Linked DNA regions of Mus musculus: all the other regions are linked to region 2. The links are chromatin contacts, called in public promoter capture Hi-C maps. All regions are on one chromosome and are shown on one strand. The core of a region is the stretch at or near the end of the contact, and the rest is flanking DNA. Distances in the headings are between cores, read along the strand shown.

The links. Promoter capture Hi-C pulls out the DNA fragments that hold promoters and counts their contacts. Capture Hi-C pulls out chosen DNA fragments and counts their contacts.
Region 1: a contact with region 2 is called in a promoter capture Hi-C map of pre-B cells, with 5 times the contacts expected there. The contact joins the promoter of Per2 here to the promoter of Sh3bp4 in region 2. A contact is called at or near these places in 1 of 39 promoter capture datasets (pre-B cells) and 1 of 115 datasets of contacts at active chromatin or transcription factors (astrocytes).
Region 3: a promoter capture Hi-C map of liver shows a contact between it and region 2, with 6 times the contacts expected there. The contact joins the promoter of Pde6d here to the promoter of Sh3bp4 in region 2. A contact is called at or near these places in 1 of 39 promoter capture datasets (embryonic stem cells) and 2 of 9 other capture datasets (adipose tissue and liver).

Annotation. Positions count from the first base shown.
Region 1 is chr1:91,456,857-91,460,905 of GRCm38.p6, forward strand. Per2 (period circadian clock 2) reads right to left here and starts at 2,472. Exons shown (of 23, transcript NM_011066.3): 1 at 2,317-2,472. Gm35591 (a long non-coding RNA gene) reads left to right here. Exons shown (of 3, transcript XR_003948694.1): 3 at 1-914.
Region 2 is chr1:89,068,069-89,071,925 of GRCm38.p6, forward strand. Sh3bp4 (SH3-domain binding protein 4) reads left to right here and starts at 2,347. Exons shown (of 6, transcript NM_133816.3): 1 at 2,347-2,529.
Region 3 is chr1:86,581,009-86,584,647 of GRCm38.p6, forward strand. Pde6d (phosphodiesterase 6D, cGMP-specific, rod, delta) reads right to left here and starts at 1,777. Exons shown (of 5, transcript NM_008801.3): 1 at 1,292-1,777. The coding sequence starts at 1,341. Cops7b (COP9 signalosome subunit 7B) reads left to right here and starts at 1,913. Exons shown (of 8, transcript NM_172974.3): 1 at 1,913-2,088.

The DNA.
Region 1 (4,049 bases), core at 1,222-3,721, 2.4 Mb after region 2:
GTGGGAGGGAACTCCTTGAATGCTGGTGGGGCCTAAGAAGTCCAGACCTTTGACCTTGAGGACCTAAGCTGATCTTATTTGACCAGGTGTTGCATGGAATAGGCCCCCCCGTTTTTCACAAAGCCCAGAGGGCTAAGATAATTAAGTGAGGGCTGGCGAGATGGCTCAGGGGGCAAAGACACTTGCTGCAGAGACTGGACAACCTGAGTCTGAGCCCTAGAACTAAGGCCTTCAACTTGTCCTCTGATCTCTCCACACACATGATACATATACACACAGAAATAATTAAATTTTTAAAAGTCAATTGTGTGGCTCTCTCCCTGCTTCTAACTTGCTCTAGACTCTAGAGTTGCCTATAGTGACCGGCTTGTTAGGATCATACTCCATGAGCAAAAGGCTTCACGTGAGGGCCACATCCCCAGTGGGAAGTGCCATGGCTTGGGGACAGGCCAGCAGAGGCTCTCTGCACCCACTTGTTCTCCCAGGAGTCTGGTGCTAAGCAGCTTCCCACAAGCATTGGGTGAAGAGGGTTCCGCAGGGCTGTGGGCTATGCGTTTCTAGTCACTTAACACAGTCATTTTCAAGGGTCACTCCAATATCTAGTGAGGCTCTTTCTTCTTTCTCCATGCTCAGCCATTCACCAGCTCCTCAGAGCTGGAGCCGGGGGTCCACTGAGATTGGAGGAAATTATACCATTATAATAGGCTCCCATACCTCTCAGGGTTTTCTAGGTTTGGAGTTTGAGAGAGGAGCTGTATAAATATCAGGAACCTCTCCTAGTTCATTTAAGCACAGCAGCTACGTCTCACACAGGGACGTTATGTGACACCAGCAGGGTTTCACAAACTTCTCACATCTTAGTTAGGCAGGTGCCTGAGAAAAGGGTCTGCAGATACAGAACTCCAAACGTGCACAGGGCCAGATCTCAGAGACTGTCTCAGATGAGGAAACTGGAGCCCAGGGTAAGCCGAGGTACCCAGTAGCTGCCAGCTGGCTGATGCAGGGCTCCCTCATTGCTCAGTACTCCAGCCTCCACACACAGCCTGAGCTGCGCCACTTATGTACCAATGAATCACACCAAGATGACAGTGACAGATAACTGCAGCCACCCACAGTACCATTCCATTCGGGCACACTGTACAGCTACCATTAAAATAAAGGAGTCCCTGGCTTTCTTAGATTCCAACAACGTACACAAAGTGGTGCTTTCCATATCTTAAAACACACACACACACACACACAAAACCGACTTTTTTAAATTAAAGCCTTGAGGCAGACAGACTCTGGTTATCAGACGAATCCGACCTAGACTCCAGAGACTAAGACAGAGTGGACATGCTTCCCTTCAGGTTTGCACCTCTGGTAAGCATGTGGACCAAGGAGGAGAAACAGATCCTGAGACTGCCAGGCCTGGTTTTTACAGTGGTACAGCTTGCCAGCCTGTGGCTGTGCCTCTTCAAGCTAGGGGTTACCCTGGATGATTTCCAGGGAGCCTTCTGGCTCCCTTGTTCCGTATGAATCAGCTTTCCAAACTGGTTCCTTGTGTATACGTTACAGAAACCCTGGCAACCAGGGTTCTTGCAGAAGAAGCAGGCCACCGCCCACCTCTTGGTCCATGTCTGTGCTTGGCAGCCAAGGTATGTCTCAAAGGATGACGATGTGACTGCTCCAGCTTAAGAGTGGACCTCTCCCCCCTCTCCTGACATACTCCCAGTCCATCTGGAGACAGGAAATACTGGCGTGGAGGATGCCACGGAAATCAAAGTGGGTGGACAAAGTGGTCTCCCTGACATAGGGGCGGGGAGGGGCAGGTGTGGCTTGGCACTGGGTATTTCTCTGTTTAACCCCTTTCCCACCGCTGGGAGTCAGTGCCTACCAGTGGTCCTTCCCCCAGGGCCAGACTTGACTCTCTGAACTCATAGCAGGAAGCCAGCTCCTTAGGGGACCCTCTGGACCCATCCTAGGAACAGTTTGCACTGACCCTGGCTTCCTTGGACAGCACCATGGGAGTCGGCGTGCTCAGTCTGGTGTCGTGATCACTCAATGTCTCTGTGTCCTCGGACAAGATGCCTAACTAATCTCTCCGACCTCAGTGCCTAACCTGAGAAATGGGGACAGCAGTGTGAACCTGGAAAAGGGTCACCGCGCAGTTCCATCTACATTCTGCCGAGTTGCAGCCGTTTGCACAGTCGGCAACTCCTGGCTCAGGACCCCAGCTCCAGCTGTCCGAGCCGCCGGTTACGTAAGACGACCACGGCCGTCCAGGTCCGCGCCACCGCCCAGCACCGCGCCACCGCCCAGCGCCGCGCCACTCACCGCTTCGCCGCGTCAACCCGCGCGTCTGTCCCTTGCTCGGCCCGTCACTTGGTGCGCTCGGCCTGCGCCGCAGCCGCCCGGAGCCGCTAGTCCCAGTAGCGCCGCTGCCGCCGCGTCGCCCTCCGCTGTCACATAGTGGAAAACGTGACCGCGCGCGCTGAGCCCGCCCCTGCGCGCGCCATTGGTCGGAGTGCCACCTCATTTGCATACTGGCGGGGCGGAACCTGAGAGCTACGCTCATCAATTGGTGGAGACGCCCGTCGCTCTCTTTACATAAGACGCACATGGAACTCCATGTTCGCCGCCCGGGTTCCTCAATGAAGATGCTGCGCGCTCTTGCGCCCCCCCGCGCCCGGGCGAGTAGGCTCGTCCACTTCCGGCCTGCGGGACTTCCATTCACCTGGCACGGCGGTGGCCCGCTCGTGCAGCCCCGGAGTGGCGCGTACCACTGCGGCGCGGGGGAATGGTGCTTGGCCGCTGCGCAACTCACAGCCGGCAGAGACCAGGGCCACCGGCCTATCACCTGCGACGACGTGACCAGCCTCGGTAATCCGAAGGACCGAGAATGCTCTCTGCTGACACCTTTCGCTCATCCAGCCCAGTTCATTCATTTCCCCTCTCATTCATTCATGGCGAGACGCTTGAGGGCAAATAGGACGGCCCCTCTGGATCTGCTGCTGAGCACCTTCCCAGGACAGGCTGGGTGACCCTAGGACAGGCCCCCCAGGCTGACCGTCATTCCAGATGGGCCAAAGCACAAAACTCCCACTTAGCCTTTCTTGTTTCTGAAACTGCGTGTTGCTAGTTAGTGTTGATTCAGGAAATAAGGTCATAATTGCCGTGCAGAGATACAAAGGAAAGAAGTGATTTCTTCCTGCCCTCAATCACATAGGGAGAGAAGACTGACGTTCTACAGGGAAGCTTAACCAAATGCGGTGGTGTAGTTTATTAACCTTACAGGAACTATGGAAGCGGGGTGTGCATCTGGAACAGCAGGGCTTTTCTGAAGTGGAAGCTACAGACACTAGCTAGTCAGGGGAGGGTACTCCTCCAGTGATAGGACAGCCCTGCCCCTGTGGAACCTTGGTTGAAGCTATTTGGTTCTTTCAAGAGCACTGTCTGGAAGCCTACTAAAGCGTTCAGGCTCCTGTCCAAAGGGTCAAAGGAGGGAGTAGAAGTTTCCTCGGAGCGGGTTTGAGGCTGACAGAGAACAACCTAAAGACTCATGCAAGGTGTGATGGAGAAGGCAAGCTTGTCACGTCTTCCAAGGGTAAAAAGGTCATTTGTCATTGCCAGGGAACTTGAAGCCTAGTAGCATCCACTACTCTGAATCTTCCCCTGGGGTGTCCTAGGAACCAGGAATGGAAAGGAGGCAAACATTAGCAACAGAAGTCTGCTAACAAACTGAGCTGCTGGTGTACACAGCCGGCTAACCCACATTCAAGAATTCCGTGTGGGAGCTACTTCTTTCTGTCTGCCTGGCAGGACAGGCATGCAATTCCTCAGATGCAGATGGGGGCAGAGACTAAGTTCATTTCAGCAGCCCTTTCCAAAGAAGCCCTGGGAAGCCAGATGTTGACTCACACTGCAGGGGGCAGGGCAGCACCTCTGGTTCCTCTGACACTGACACCTCACCACACTCCCCAACACACACAAACACTGAGCAGAGCTGGGCCAAGCTGCACCCTGCACACACCCAAAGGGCCTTTTGTTTCCTCGCTTACATTGACGGC
Region 2 (3,857 bases), core at 1,097-3,596:
ACACTTGGGCTTTCTCATCTTCTTGTTCCTTTGTGAGCATTTTGCTCAGTGCAGCTAAGGAGTCTTTCATGTGCGGGGCCATTTGCAGTGTTTGGGGGACTCATTTTTTTTATACCTTTGATCATTTATAACTCGCTTGTCTTTTTCAATGCTTTATAAGCAGTTCTTCTTTTGAGACAGATTCAGTATAGCAGTAGATCTAAGTTGTCTTTGAATTCATAATCCTCCTGCCTCATTTTAGCAAGTACTAGGATTAAGGTATATGACACCTAACCCAACAGGTCTTTGTTTTTTAAAAGATTTATTTTCATTTTGTGTAAATGAATGTTTGCTTGAATATATGTCTGTGTGCCACTGGTACGCCTGGTGCCGTGAAGGGCAAGGGAAAGTGTCAGATGCCCTGGAACTCCAGTTAGAGATGGTTGTGGGAGCTAGGAACCGAAGCGTGGCCCTCTGGAAGAGCAACCAGTGCTTAACCTCTGATCCATCTTTCCATTCTCCAAGACAGGGTCTCACACATCCCAGGCTGATCTTGAATTCACTATGTAGGGGAGTATGACCTTCAACTTTTGATCCTTCTGCATCCACCTTCCTTGAATCCCCCTTGAATCTCTTGAGTGTGGGCTTGAGTGACTACATCCCCATTTCTTGGCGCTGAGGATGGGACCCATGGCTTTGTGCATGTTTGGCAAGCACTCTACCAACTCTAGCTATAACCCCAGCCCACGTTCATGCATATTCTCCCTCTCCCTCTTTCTGACATGGTTTAGACAGGAGACATTCGGAGTCACGGCAGTACAAATAGCTAATATTTAGTGATGGCTACTTTGTGCTAGGCATTCTGCTGAGGCTTATGCTCTGTATTTAATTTTCATACTCAGAGGCAAGTGACTCACACAGAGGCCTAGAGATCCCAGCACAGCAGGCTGGCTCCTGACACGCCCTCCAGTCTGGATGCTTTTGTCTCCTCCACCCCCACCCCCTCCAACCATGTAAGTCACTTGCACCTTCAGGAGACTGCTTCTTTTAAGGTCGACAGCTACACTTAAGGAGTAATTGTACTCGTTTCCATGTTCTAAGAGAATATGAAATTCTACCCTCTTAGCCTTAGGTTGACCAGTATGTCTACCTGACTCCACTAGGACTACATCTAGAGCGGGGTGGGGGTGGGGGTGGGGGAAGGCGGGCAGCCCGAGTGCAAGGGTGGAGTGGAAGGGGAGCATAAAGAACACGGGAGATAGAAAACTGGCTAGTATTCCGACTCTGAAGCCCTCTCCCATGTGATCTTGCCGAATATGATAATCTGTGTTAACGTCTGAAGTCACTTAGAAAATATAAATGGTATCTGTCGCCAGCGATGATAGTGAAGATGGACTCAGTGGGCTGCTGGATTTGGATCTGTGGCAACATTGAAGACATGATTGCCACTGGTTCCAAGTGGAAGCCTTCATTCCCTGGCCTCACCACCACAGCAGTCAAAGGCTGGTTCGACCTCACTGAGGCAATCAACCCCTACAGGCCTCTGTCTACTCCCGTGAGAGATGACTCATGAGCTTGGGCTTTTGCTCCGCTGCCTCGCAGTGTGTTCATTCACTGAGCTCGCATCGAGCGTCTACTTCTGTATGTGAGTCTGGGCAGAGGAAGTGTAACTATGCTGACATGTATTCAGTTGCAATCTGCCTCGCAGGCAGCTCTCCTCCACTTGTAGTTGTTCCCTAAGCTGAGTTTTGTTTGTTTTTTCTCGGTTTTACTGCTTAACCACTCCCGGGGGATCAGAGGCTTCCCCAAAACAGAGCACCGGAGGTCTCCATCATCTTTGCTCATTTCTGGGTCCAGGGGTAAAGATCCCGAGGCCCTAACCCCACTCTCTTAACTGGCGCTGTTAAGGAAGGAGACAAGGAGTGTTGGCGGGAATCGCGCCGGAGCACTGGAGGCGCCAGTAAGCCAAGCCGCTTCTTTAAGTAAATCAGCGGCTCAGTCGGCCCCGCCCCTCCGGGACATCCCGCCCCCTTCATCCAGGCCCCGCCTTTACTAAGAACTGCCCTCCCCCAGCTCGAGGCACAGCCCCTACTTGCTCCAACCTCATATTGACCACGCTCATTTGAGCACACCCCGCCCACTTTTGCCCCAGTATCGTCTAGGCCCCGCCTCTCCGACAAAGACTCCGCCTTGAGAGTGCGATTCCGCCCCCGGTCCCTACGCCCCAGCCTGAGCTTGACCCGCCTCTTCCTCGCTCCGCCCCCAGCTTTGGCCCCGCCCCTCCCGCGGTCTCTGCTTGCGCTCCGCCCTCCTGGAGCCCGCTGTTTGCGCCCCGGCCCCGCCCGCGCTCGCGCCCCGCCCCGGCCCAGACCACCTCTGCGCCCGCTGGCGGGGGCCGAGCGCTCTGGGCTGTCGCGGCGTCTGGGCACCTCACCACCTCTGCTGCCTCGATCGCTGAGGCCGCGGTACCGGGAGTCGCGCGCGCCCCCGGCCGGGTGAGCCCCACAGGACAAGAGAACCGCAGGACCCGTGGGGCGCCATGCGAGCCAGGTAGGAGCCTAGGGTCGGACGGCGCACCCTATCCCCGCGCGCGCTGTGGCTTTGGGCAGCATCCCGGGCTCTGGGGCGCGGCTAGCCTGGAGCAGCTCCGAGCCCCTTGAGCTCCCGGTTCCCTGCCCTCTGTGGTCACAGCCCGACCTGGGCTGCGGATCGTGGTCGCTAGGGCCCGGGGCGCGGGGAGGGCGGAGGGGGTCGCGGCGCCACCCGCGCGGTTCTGAGAAGGAGCGAAGAGAGCGCGGCTTTGGGTTAAACTTGGTGACAATGCACATTTCAACTTCTTCGGAGAGCCCTCCTGGAGGATGAAATTGAAAACTCCAGTTTCTGTCTTGGTGATCGAGTGACCGCGCAGCCCCGAGGTGACAGCGCTGGGGTGTGCGGGTGGGAGCGGTTAGGATAGAGGAGCGTTGTTCTGCAAGTGCTGTTTACCGTGAAGCCGCCCTGCGCCGCCCAGTGTGTCTTGTTAGAGGGTTTGGGGGCCAGGAGGCTCCCAGCTGGGATCTGGCGTTGTAGTATGCAGGTTTGGGGGGCTTAGCGGTGCGGACTGTGGGGCTGGCTGGCGCTGGCCCTTCCCGGGTGTGGGGCGCCTGCAGATGCCGCGCGGGAGGAGTGGCGGAGAGCTGGCTGGCCGCTCTGCGTGCGCAGAAGGTTGTGGAGCCTCGTGGAGCTATGAGATTTGAAAGGGAATACCATGCTGGGCTTTATTCGTGTTTATTCTTCCCTTGTTAGTGCATCAGATTGGTGTTCTGTGATTTAGCAGCAGAAATAAAGTTCGTATAACTTTTGCTCTGATTATAAAAGCAATGAGTGTCCAGAGCGGAAATAAACACGAGATCTACGCCGATCCCACATTCGTTGGGGGTGGGGGGTGGGGATGTCGCAGCCTTGTAGATTTAATCATTGAATTATACCTGGCGCCTTCTTGCCTAACCTCAAGAAAACCCTTGCTTGAAACCCTTGATTGTCTCGTGCCCAAAGTTTGGAATTTTTGACCTGCCTTACCACAAAGGCTGTTTCTGATAGTTATGAGTACCCTTTTGATGTACTGGGGTTTCCCATGAGATGGTGGGTACAGATGGAGAGAATGGTGGTGGGAGGGCCGAAACCTCAGCCCAGTCCGTGGTTTTGGTACCGAGCCTTGTAAAAATGACAGTAATGATTCTCAATCTGCTTCCTGGGCCAACCATAAAAATTAATGGGTGGTTTGCAGAGCGTTTTTGGCATCCTTAGATGGACAGCGGCTGTATTTCAATGTGCTGGGGAGCATTTAGCTGTTACACAGTGTCATCTAGGTAGCTAGGTAAAACAAGCTACCTAGAGCT
Region 3 (3,639 bases), core at 527-3,026, 2.5 Mb before region 2:
TGTACAGCAGAGATTAAGGTCAACAGAATGTAAAACTGGAATATATTTCATCTGCATTTTATGGTGACAAATAGTCCATCAAAACACACAGCTTCTAGCTGAAGGTGCTGGCCACACCCTGAGTTCTAACAGTTCCAGCACTCAGGAGGCAGAGACAGGTAGACAGCCTGGTCTACACATCAAGTTCTGGGTCAGCCAGAGCTACACTGTATGACCCTGTCTCCAAAATAAAACAAACGCTTCGAAGTTTTCTCTCTCTATATAAAGAGGTTGCAAAAGTCACAGTGTAGCTACAACAGGCCTGAAGCAATGGTTTCTTTTCCTCCTCTGGCTTCTCACTTTCTTCCTTTTTGAAGCAGGGTCTCCTATAACTAAGGCTGGTCTTGAACTCTATGAAACTCTGAGGATGACCTGAATTCTGGATCCCCCTGCTTCCATCTCCCAAGTACTGGGATCACAGGCATTCAACACCAAGTCCACCGAAACAACGAATTCTGATATCATATGGTGTCCTCAACACAATCAAGTAATTGTGAACAGCTTCACCATAATAAAGCGTTAACCTCAGCAATGCCAAAGATAATTTTGCCGGGAGTCGGTTCAAAACCAAAGTACCTCATGCATCTCACACACCTCCTATTTCTCATCTCGCTGGAAAGAGAACTTGAGATGTTAATGCTCCAAAGGCCAACAAAGTGTTAAGATGGGGTCCGTCTTTAATTTCTCTTTCCCCACCTCTCCACTACTCCAGCCCTATAAGAAGCCACAAGTGAGGAAGAAAAGTTGTGAAAACAAGACGGATGTGTGTGTGGTGGGGTGGGATGGGGTACATTATCCCCCACATACAAGGTCACTTGCTTGGAGTCACTTTCTCCTGCTCCCACCCTGGGCTTCCCGCCAAAGTCGCTCCTAGGCAGGCTAGGAGGCCAGCTTGCTGCACTCCCTCAGCCTCTGCGTGGGGACTGCAGCCCCCTTCTGGCCTCCCGGCCTTCAGGACCCTAATTTCAAATGGGAACTCTTCTCGCAGTAGCCAGGTCCCGGGGCTCCTCCACCTCCATCCTCCCCCCCGCCCCCCCCCCCCCCCAGGCTCCATCAACGTCCCCTTTCTCCCTCAGGGTGCCCCTGTGCCTGCCTCCCGTTCGCGGTCCCTCCCGGGGGCCCGGCACACAGTTCCTTTCCTGCCCCTTCTCGTAGCCCTTCTTCCCCGGTGCCCACCTGACGCCCCTGCCAAAGCCTGGCTCCTTAGAGCCACGGCCTCCTCCCAGCCCCGCCCCTGCTCCCGGGCGGATACAGTTTGAAGCCTCTCAGGATATCCCTGGCCCGCTCGTCCTTGGCTGACATGATGCGGCGCCTGCCGCCCGCGGCCCTCCCACGCTGGCTCCGCGGGGCCTCGCAGACGGTACCCAGGAACCGAGGACAGCCGCAGCCCGGCCGGACACCTCAGGTGAACAGCGGTGGCGGCCAGACCCGAACCGGCCTCTCCCTCCCCTCAGCTCCCGCTCCTGATCCCTTCTCCTTCCCTCTAGTCGTGGAGCTCCCGCCTTGAAACCAATGACAAGCCAGCCTTGGCGATTGGCATCTTGAGTAGCCAATAGCAACGCTCAGCGGCTTCGCTCGGGGACGGAGAGCGTCAGTGGGAAAGGCCCTCTTGGAGAGTCCCGGAGGACAGAATTTTCTTTCGTGTTGTTGCCTAGAGTTTGTCCCAGAGGAGCGATGGCTTGAAATCTTCAGAGGCGTTTGAGATGCCTGCTCTTGTTGCCGGGCACACTAGTGGTCTGAGACTATGGCAGGCTGCACTGTACAAGGTGGCAGAAACTACATTTCCCAGCATCCCAGAGAGCACAGGCGATCCCAGCGCACCATTAGAGGCCAGGGACTACAAGTCCCAGCATACTATGCGCTCCATCTTTTTAACTTGGGTTCCAGTGTGCCGAGCAGTGTGCACATATTTGAAATCCTCCTATGGGGTTGGTTTCTGAATCCTGTTACTTGAAACCCAGCAGGAAGGTCTTCTTTTACCCCGGAGACGTGACAACCCACCGACAGTTAACTTCTGTTTACATGGAACTCAGGAGTCTGCAAACCATGGTAAGACTGCAAACCACCAACAAAACCACATATTAAGCCACGAGAGATAACAGAACAAAATGACCTCCTCAAATAGTGTTAGTTTATTAGTCTGGAGTTCATTTTTACTTGTTTTGCAGGGTTTATGTTATATTTCTGCTTTGGACTGGGTGAGCTAAAGATTGTTTATACTCAATGTTAGTACAGGAAGACTTAAAAGATTTTGCCAATCCAATCTCTTTATCTTTTGTTTTTAAATATGAGGAAATAGAGACCCGGTGAGGCAGAGACTGGCCAGAGAGCACAGCAAATTGACACAGTTAAAATCTGGCTTTACATCTACTGACCTGTCATCTAGTATCTACACTACACTAGGGAGGTAATATTTTTAGAAGCATGGCAATGTGATTGTTTTTCTCCTTAATGAACAGTTTCTGAACTAGTGTTGAAACACCCAGAAAATAGGAAAGCATTTATTTCATGGATTTCCTGAAAGGAGCTGGTGTGACAGTCCTTTATCCTCAGACTAGATAGGTCTTGCTATTTTTATTTGCTTTTTTGACATTCAAGTTGACATTTAATGATTGTTTTTCCCCCAGAAAGTAGATAAAGTTGGTTTAACCCTCTGTTTCCTTGGAGACGCCTGTGTCCTTCCTCTGGCCTTCTTTCCTGTTCTTGTTCCCACTCCACCCATTTGATCACCCACCCATTTTGTTTGTTTTTCTTCCAAGTAACTCAACAAACCTTGTTTTGGTTTTTGGTTTTGGTTGGGTACTGAATTAAGTAAAAGATAGGCCACTGTTATTCAGAAGATACATAACTGATTAGGGAGATAAGGAGATTCAAGATGGAGTTGACAAGTGGCATAAAAGAAAAGATATCAGAATGCCACAGAGGATTACTTGTTGGCCTTTTAGTCAAGATCAAGTGGAGAATGCCTTAGAGGTTCTGGTGACGTGCCTTTAACAGCTGGCAAAACTTCATGGTGGAAATGACATTTGAACTTAAAGCAGTGGTTCTCAAACTGTGGGTCAAAAATCCCTTTGGCAAACCGCTATCTCCAAAAATGTTTACATTATGATCCATACAGTAGAAACATTACAGTTCTGAAGTAGCAATGAAAATTATTTTAGGGATGGGGGTCACCACAGCATGAGGAATTGGTTTTTTGTTGTTTTTTTTTTGGGGGGGGGGGGAGACAGGGTTTTTCTCTGTGTAGTCCTGGCTGTCCTGGAACTCACTCTGTAGACCAGGCTGGCCTCGAACTCAGAAATCCGCCTGCCTCTGCCTCCCGAGTGCTGGGCTTAAAGGTGTGCGCCACCACGCCCGGCATGAGGAACTGTATTAAAGGGTCTCTGCGTTAGGAAGGCTGAGAACCTCTTACTCAGAGGTTGAGGATTTTCCCCTCATGTTAATTTTTTTTTTTAATCCTGAATTATCTTTGTTAATGAGATGTGCCATACATTGGGTGAGAGAAGATATACACACCCATAAGTATCACCCAAATCAAGAAGCAGAGCCTTCCCAGCAGCTACCACGTATGCCCTTTTCCACCATAATACATCCGCATAT